Regions from separate parts of the Ovis aries genome. Here region 1 is linked to region 2. The links are chromatin contacts, called in public Hi-C maps. All regions are on one chromosome and are shown on one strand. The core of a region is the stretch at or near the end of the contact, and the rest is flanking DNA. Distances in the headings are between cores, read along the strand shown.

Region 1 (4,263 bases), core at 161-2,660, 140 kb before region 2:
TCAGGCTCCTGGGTCCTCCGCTGTCTCCTGGAGTTTGCTCAAATTCACGTCCACTGAGTTGGTTACCTTTCCCAGAATGGCATGCAATAAATAAGTGGAGTCAGGCACCGTATGCATCTGGAGACTGGCCTCTTTTACAGACAGTGATGCTGTCTTTGAGAGTCATCCACGCCATAGTTGACATCACTAGTTTGCTCTTTTTATCTCTGAGTAGTAGCCCATTGCGTGGCTGTTCCATGGTTTAAAGGACATTTGGGCTGTTTCCAGTTTGAGGCAATTGTGAACAAAGCCACTATAAATATTTGCATACAGGTTTGCTATGAAAAGAAGTGTTTGTCTCTTGAGGGCAAATGCCTAGCAGTGGGATTTCTGGCTCCAGCCATGAGAGTGTGTTTCATGGTGTAAGACAGCTGCGCTGTTTTCCCACCAGTGATGGAATCGAGTTCCACGCGCTTCAGTTCCTTGATATTGCTTGGTATCGTCAAGTTGTTTATTTCCATCACAGTAGGTATGTAGCCATATCTCATGAATATCCCTAGTAAATAATCTCTAACAGGTAATAATTGAGCTGGTTATTATGTTTGTTAGTTGCTCAGCCTTGTCCGACTCTTTGGGATCCTGTGAACTGTAGCCCGCCAGGCTCCTCTGTCCAGGAAATTCTCCAGGCAAGGGAATAGGGTAGCCATTCCCTTCTCCAGGGGATCTTCCCAAGTCAGGGATTGAACCTGGGTCTCCTGCATTGCAGGCGGATTCTTCACCATCTGAACCACCAGATGTATATCTTCTTGGGTGAAATGTCCTTTCAAATAGTTTACCCATCTATCCTCTAAGTGCCACGCTTTATTGCCATTCACTGGTTTCCCGCTAATGTGCTTTTTACTGTTCTTCCAGGACCCTGTCCAGGAAACCACATCACATTTAGTCCCCCATGTCTCAGCCTCCTGTGATGTGCGACCATTTCTCAGACTTTCCTTGTTTGGAGAAGCACAGTTGGGCCTTGGGTGGGTGTGTGTTGGTGGCAGGAGTGCCTACATCGCCTTGTGGGTGGCTGGCTGAGTCCCTGGCTTACCTGTCCTCTTCCACCTGGCAGTTCCTCCTGGACAGGAACACAGTCCATCTCAGCCCGGTACACACAGATATGCTCCACGTGTGTTTGCTGAAAGGTCGCCCCAGCACGAGCTCCCCCTTTGGTTTATTTTATTAGGCCTGGGCCTAAAACTCGGGCCATCCAAGCTGAACTCCAGACAGAGCCCAGTGGCAGATAAGGTGGGCTGGGGACATGATCGATGGCTCACCTTTAACCTCTGCCCCCACCCCGCACAACTGTTTGGACAGCGATGCGTTTACTTGGTGCCCTTTAAACAGCATGAAAGGGCCTCACGCTGGCCTGTTTTGTTTAAGGAGATTGCATTGGCGCTGTGCACGCTGCCACAGGGCATGTGAGGCTGGCTCACCCGAGAATAGGGCGAGCGGTGTGTCCCCCATAAAGCAGATGTTTGGAGGAAAAATAGATATAATCAAAACCATGGAGGATAAAATTACTCCAGCCCCTTAGACAGACGCTCCATACGTCAGAGCGTATGCACAACTACACACACACACACACACACACACACAACTCATGTTCAGACCCACCCATGGGTGCCTGCAGGCTCACGCTCACTCACACACACACACAATAGCACACATCCACTGGCACACACGCCCCACTGGTGTGCCTGCCCTTGACCATACAAGCCTGCACGCTCTGCAGACCTATCTGCAGGCAACCACACATATGCTCCCCACACCCATTCACAACAGCAGGCTTGTACTACATGCCCAAGGGCGCACATCTGTACACACGAAAGGGATACACGCAGAGAGGGCTCCAGCATCCTCTCCCCAAATGGCTTCAGAAGCTCATTCTCCTTAAATCACAGTCACAAAAATAATTCTCTTGAAATCACAGTCATGAAAAAAAAAATTAAGGTGAACTTTGGAAATCTTTCAAGGCCTTTCATGTCAAAAAAAAAAAAAAAAAAGGTTAGACTAGGTTGGAGCAACACCCTAGGGTTCAACCAGGATGAGTAGATAGAAGCTAAGGGAATGAAGGGGCTTTCCTGGTGGCTCGGACAGTAAAGAATCCGCCTGAAATGCAGGAGACCTGGGTTAGATCCTTGGGTCGGGAAGATCCCTGGAGGAGGGAATGGCAACCTACTCCAGTATTTTCGCCTAGGGAATTCCATGGACAGAGGACTCTGGTGGGCGAAGAATCAGACACAACTGAGTGACTAAGCACACAAGCAAGAGAATGAAGAAAGGTCCCCCGTTTCTTGTATCTCTGAAAAGCCAACAGCCAAGGCTGTCCGGCACAGACCAGGTGGCCCCCAGAAGAGGCGAGGCCTCCTCCCCAGGAGGAGAACAGGCTCAAGGGTGTCTGTGACTCCGGATGAAGAATAAGCCTTGAACCAAATGCCGCCCACTCATCGGAAGTGGTCATGGGAGTCTGAAGGGTGTGCATCCGTCCCGGGGGGCAGGCACTCCAGATTCTCGATGCTCTGTGCACAATACATGATTCCTCTGGGTAGTCTGGGATGTATTTCCAGATCAAGACATTCCAGGGGAAGCTGCAGCTTGTGAGGACATTGTCTTGGGCCCCCAAAGCCTGGGACAAAGCCCGCCCAGGGGTCCCTCCCCGCCCTGGGCGGGGCCAGAGACCGTGAGGAGGAGCTCCTCTGAGGAGGATGGGGGGAAGCCAGCTGGGCAGGCAGGTGGTCCTAGCGAGGTCTGTCATTGTTCAGCTGCATACCAGCAGCGGATGCCATGTGGCCTCAAGAAGGCGCGCCCGGCAAAGGGGTTAGCTGGGGGTTTCCAGGGGCCTTTCCTGTCTCCTGGTGTGGCAGTACAATAAATGCAGAGCCGGTTCCTGGCGGATCCTGCACCGGGTTTCTGGAAATGTCAATTCCAGAGCCCCCATTCGGCGCTCCTGTGGCCTCCCCCAGCGTGTCCTCTTGCTCACTGTGTGGAGACGTCGTCTGTGTCTGCCTGTCCTTCCTCCTGCCCTCCTTGCGGTCTGCCATCTTCCCCTCTTGTCCCTCAGTTATCTCACCTCCCCCTCCTGTTTCAGCTGTCAGTTCTGATGGAGACTCTACTCCCTGCATGCCCCTTTCATGCATCCTCACCACCTTTCTCCATTGTCTCCGAGGATGCGTTTGTTCAACAGACATCTCTGCACGTACCCTATAGGTACTGGCAGTGAGTGCACAGAGGTAGCTGGATCGGGGGAGAGCTCGATAACGTTTGTATTGTCCATTGATTCCTTGGTAACCTCCTGCTGGCCCTATCCTGGGCTGAGTAGGGACAAATGGCCCAAGGTTCCAGCCCTCAGGGAACTGGTTCTCTAACGAGAAGCTGGACCTTCAGGGTTTGATTAAAACATAGGCAGCAACTAGAAGGAGGGGGTCTGTATGATTGCTGCAGTCTGGCAAGGCTTCCTGGAGGAGCTGGCGCTTGACTGGACCTTGGAGGTCAGCTGGAAAAAAGGGACGTTCTAGGCAGGTGGACAGAGGAGGAGTGAGGGAGAGCAAGGAGGTCAGTGGTTTCCTTTGTTCAGGAGTGATTCAGCCTGAGGCTTGGGCCCTCTGTTTTCAGCAGCCGTCTTGAGGAGGGCCTTACGGAGCAAGCTGGGTCCTGACCAGGCCCAGGTCTTGGGCCACGGTGACAAGTCTCTACCGAGCCTCTCTGGATCCTCTAGTTGGAGAGCGATCTGCTGGCTTTGCCCAGGCCCAGCACCACCACCCATCCCATCCCTGGCGTTCTCCTGTCTCACACGGGCCTGTTAAACCTGACGCCTCCTACAGAACAGTAGCGAGAGCTATATTTATTCAGGAGGATGGAACACTCAGAGGCATGGTAGCCATCTCCAGGTGTCTGCAGGGCTGCCTTGGGGAAGGCCCATGGAGGTTTAGAACCCGCGCCAATGAGCCAGACTGCAGGAGAAAGTCACAGGCTGGACCTGTGGACAGATGTTCCAGTGGTCCTGGGGGCGATGACAGTACTGGGTGCAGATGCTTATAGGGTGGCAGGAGGTGGGAACTGATGCCCCCAAGCCTGGCTCTTTGGGAATGAGTACCTTGGCTTGTCATTCTGATGGGTTGGGTCAGAACCTTGGGGAATTTTCCTTTGCTGTCTCAATTAGGGGCCCAGCCTCAGAACCTAAAGTGAAGTAGGTGAAGTCACTCAGTCATGTCCGACTCTTTGTGACCCCATGGCCTATAGACT
Region 2 (4,119 bases), core at 1,416-3,915:
AGGGCGGCAGTGGCGAGGGGAACAGCAGAGAACCAGGAAAACCAGATGATACAACTCATTACCCTTTCAGTAGGAAGCGAACAACAGCTATTCCTAAGAGGTATCTCACCAGTCCTCTTAAATTCACAAAAAAAAGTTGCTTTATTTTTAGTACATACCTAGTAAAATGCCAGTTCTCCAAGTGTTCACCATCCAAATGTCAATTCTGATTTTGACTTTTCTCTTTATGATTATTTTTTAATCTTCTGGCTCAAAAAAAAGAGTAAAATCATGATCCAGCAGAGGATACATTAAAAGAGGGGAGAAAAAGACTCAGTATGAAAATCACTCTCATTGGAAAGGGGAAAAAGTAATAGTACTTGACCCAAATGTTGCTTTATGAATTTTGGCACCCAAACGTGCCAATGAATTTTTTTTAAGGCCAACTAAAGAACCACTGATTTTCATAAGCCATTCTGAAAACCAGAGAGGGGAACCTCCCTCTATTCCAAGATGTAGAAAGCACACCAGACCCACAGGAATAAGTTCTGTTTCAAGTTTCCAAGCCCAGAAGCAAATGCATAATACATCTGCGTTGGTAACTTACTGTGGTTCCTGAAGCCCAAGCTCCAAACCAGGAGGCTCCTACCAGTGTTCAAACCTAGACCCAGGCGGAGCACTCCCAGACAGCCAACACAGAGCAGGCAGACCGGCCTCTAGATGCTTTAAGTCAAGGGTTTCATTTAAACAACACAACTGCTCTATTGTATTATTGGGGGCTTCCCTGTAGCTCAGATGGTAAAGAATCTGCTTGCAGTGCAGGAGACCTGGGTTCGATTCCTGGGTCGGGAAGATCTCCAGAAGGGAATGGCAACCCACTCCAGTATTCTTACCTGGAGAATTCCATGGACAGAGGAGCCTGGTGGTTCTAGTCCATGGGCTCACAAAGAGTCAGACTATTATCCCCAGGTCTGAGATAAGAAAATTGACGCTTGGCAAAGTGACTTGCCCATGCTCACAAAGCTGGCAGACAGAAGGCCCAGCCTGGGATGCAAATTCAGGTCTCCTCAACTCAAAAGCCCATGTGCTTGCCACTCACTATCAACATCTCTCAAACTTTCTGGACTGGGACCCACACCAAGAAACATATAAATACATTAAATACTGACACTCACTGCACATATACATATGAAAGAAAAGATTTCAGGAAAGAATTTACCCTTGCTAGGTAATACCCTGATGTCCTTTATATTATCCTTCATTTTTTAAAAAATAAAATGCCACTCAAGACTCCCTGAATTGAAAAATACTGTAGTACACAAGGTCCCCCTTCCACCCAAAATCCATCAGCTGGAGTCAGCAGACCTGGGTTCGAGGCGAGGCAAGGCTCTGGCCCTAACAATTCATCCTCAAGATCACTTGAACACTAGGACTTCCACCTCATTTATAAAATACGAAGAAAGGGCTGAATAATTGCTAAGGTTCCTTCCAGCTCTTTTTTTTCCCCTCAGTCTCCTTAATTGATACTGCTTTCCCCTTTCATCGCGCATTTTTTCATCACTCTCCACTTGCCACTGCCTTTCCCGTCCTTCCAGCTCCCTAGGAAGTTCTCTCTTGCTGGTATTTCAAGTTCCCCCTCGGGCTGCTCCATCTGACCTACCGAGTCTTCCCACAGAAGCCAACCTCTGGGCAGAGTTCAGCACCTCTCAAGAGCATCCTCTCGCCCTATTCGAGGCCACCCAGTCATGAAGCCTGCTTTCGCCTCCTGATCCATTCCGCACTACAACTGAGGGACAGCACTTCTGGCCTCTTCATTCACTGTTACTGAAAGTGCTCTCCCTAGCACCCTGAGGACAGGATCTGTGTTCCTCCCCTCCCCCTTTGTAAAAATCTCCTTTAATATACCTATACAATTCTAGCAAAAAAGCAGGTACTTAATACATACTTATTTGACGAGTCTGCATTATGAAATCAAGGACTCTTAATTCTCCAAGATTTTGAGAATACTTGGGGTGGGGGGAGCTGCTCTAGGAAAAGTCACTAAACCAATTAAAACTGGCATCACAGTACGGGAAGTGAGCATTTACAGACAGAGCTCGCCGTGGACAATGTATGCCAGGGTTGCCAAGGAAAGCAGCTTTATGGTCTCCCCATCTGGACTGTGAGGATTTAAATCTCAGAAGCTATACAAAATAACTGCAAATCAGCCCCAACCTTAAAGACAGGGAAATTTATTTACAGGCCCTAGTGTACTATAAATTTGAAACCGTTCTATTAAAATGCTTTTCTTGGCTTCCCATCAGATACTTGGCAAAAGTCTTTTTCCAATAAGGTTCTTAATGCTAAAGTTGAAAAAAAAAAAAAGTTAAACACATAAAAATGCTCTTCCTTAAGAGTTCCAATTAAATGAGTCCTTATTTTATCCTGCTTTAAACATAAGTTGACTGATCTCCTTCACAATATGGATTTATACCTTCAGGAAAACTCCAACAGAGTAACAAAACTGAAACAAAATTATGAAACTCAAAATATCCCATAATCACACTCTTCCCCAAGGCTCTCCCACTGGCCAAAGAGCCTGGCTTTGTATCAGAACCACAGTTGTCTGTTTCACCAGGAGAACGCCAAGGATCAAGGTCAATGTGTTTCGTTGACGGGTAAGTGAGCCAGTAGCTTTTTTAAGGGCGAGTATGAAAGCAGAGATTGGCAAACAGAGCTTGGAGTGGCATGTTGGGACTACAGAGCAGGGGGAGGAAGGGAATACTCGGCATTTTTTCAAAGCCCTGAGAATTCACTTTATGCATATTAAAGTTTTTTTCAGGGGGGAGGGGCGGGGAAGAGTGACAGACATTACAGTGTCAAATCTTGGAAATTAGAAGTGAAGTCTTTTCCACATTCTTCATATTTCCAGAGACGTGTCCAGTCTCCAGTGTCTCAGGCAACCACTTTTTAGGAGAGACGATCCAATAAGCAGTTAACCTGAATTGCTGGGAAGCTCATCCTGACATTCAACCTCAATCCAGGCCACAGAGCTCTAGGATTTGAATAAAGCTGTGGGCAGCAAAAAAGAGTATGTTCCCCATCTGTCCCTCACGCATTGTGTGGTCTCCGGAGCGTCGCTTCACGGCTCTTCACAGCTTCACGTCGCTTCACGGCTCATGTTAAAAAAAATTCAGATCACTCTTCTCACTGCCTAGTCTCTCTGCTCTGTTTATAGAGTTTGCTTTGTAAACCGTGTGTATTTGGGGGCAGGGAGGGAGGGAGAAATGGACACAGACTGCTATGTAGTTGTCAACGGACACAACAGTCAAGCGCAGGGGACCCTCAGAGAACGCATCCATCCAGGTTACTGGGGGTTCTAGCCATCCGAGGGCTGACACCTTTAAGCAGATCACAAAACACTTTAAAAAAAATAAAAGCAGATTATTTTAGATAGAAAACTTTCAAAAATACTTGACGCGAAATGCCAGTATTTTAAAAACACGTTTACATGTGCGAAATGTAAACCTTCCCTGAAAAGATTGCAGGGCATTCTCAAGGACAGCCGTCTCTGTATTTCCACGATTTTAAGATGCTCCGTCAGAAACAGCTTCAAGGTGACAAAACAGAAACTATAGTCAACGATCAAAGTGATGGTAAGACTCACTCGGATGCCAGAAGTCCAAAACATGCCCAACAAACACGTACATATTTCTTTGAACCAAGGAATTCTACCATCTTACAAGGACACACCCAGGATATCGAAAAGCATGTTCTGCTGTCTGCCATGTATCCAGCGTGCTGAGAGTTCTGTTTTCATTTTTTAAGTTTTTTGTTTTTTGATGTGGACCATTTTTTTTTTAAGTCTTTATTGAATTTGTTACAATAGTGCTTCTGCTGTTTATGTTCTGCATTTTTGGCCATGAGGCATCTGAGACCTTAGCTCCTCAATCAGGGAGGGGATCAAACCCACACAGCCTGCACTGGAAGGTGAAGTGTTAACCACTGGAGTGCCAAGAAGTCCCAAGTTCCATTTTTTTTAACTTTTTATTTTGTATTGGGGTATAGCCAATTAACACACAAAGTTATGACAGTTTTAGGTGAATAGCGAAGGGACCCAGCCATACATACACATGCATCCATTCTCCCTTAAACTCCCCT

The links. Hi-C and Micro-C count contacts between places; a contact is called where the count stands out from the background.
Region 1: a Hi-C map of liver shows a contact between it and region 2, with 5 times the contacts expected there. The contact joins two enhancer-like sites. A contact is called at or near these places in 2 of 16 Hi-C or Micro-C datasets (liver and mixed tissues).

Annotation. Positions count from the first base shown.
Region 1 is chr15:73,295,213-73,299,475 of ARS-UI_Ramb_v3.0, reverse strand. All of the region lies in intron 1 of ALX4 (ALX homeobox 4), which reads left to right. Among named protein-coding and RNA genes, the nearest start is that of ALX4, 29 kb to the left of the region's middle. Within about 2 kb of position 1,410, at least 1 of the 54 cell types and tissues checked has an H3K27ac peak or open chromatin away from gene starts, as enhancers often do. A contact at or near this core is called in liver, where this site is marked.
Region 2 is chr15:73,151,752-73,155,870 of ARS-UI_Ramb_v3.0, reverse strand. All of the region lies in intron 8 of EXT2 (exostosin glycosyltransferase 2), which reads right to left. Among named protein-coding and RNA genes, the nearest start is that of EXT2, 36 kb to the right of the region's middle. Within about 2 kb of position 2,665, at least 2 of the 54 cell types and tissues checked have an H3K27ac peak or open chromatin away from gene starts, as enhancers often do. A contact at or near this core is called in liver, where this site is marked.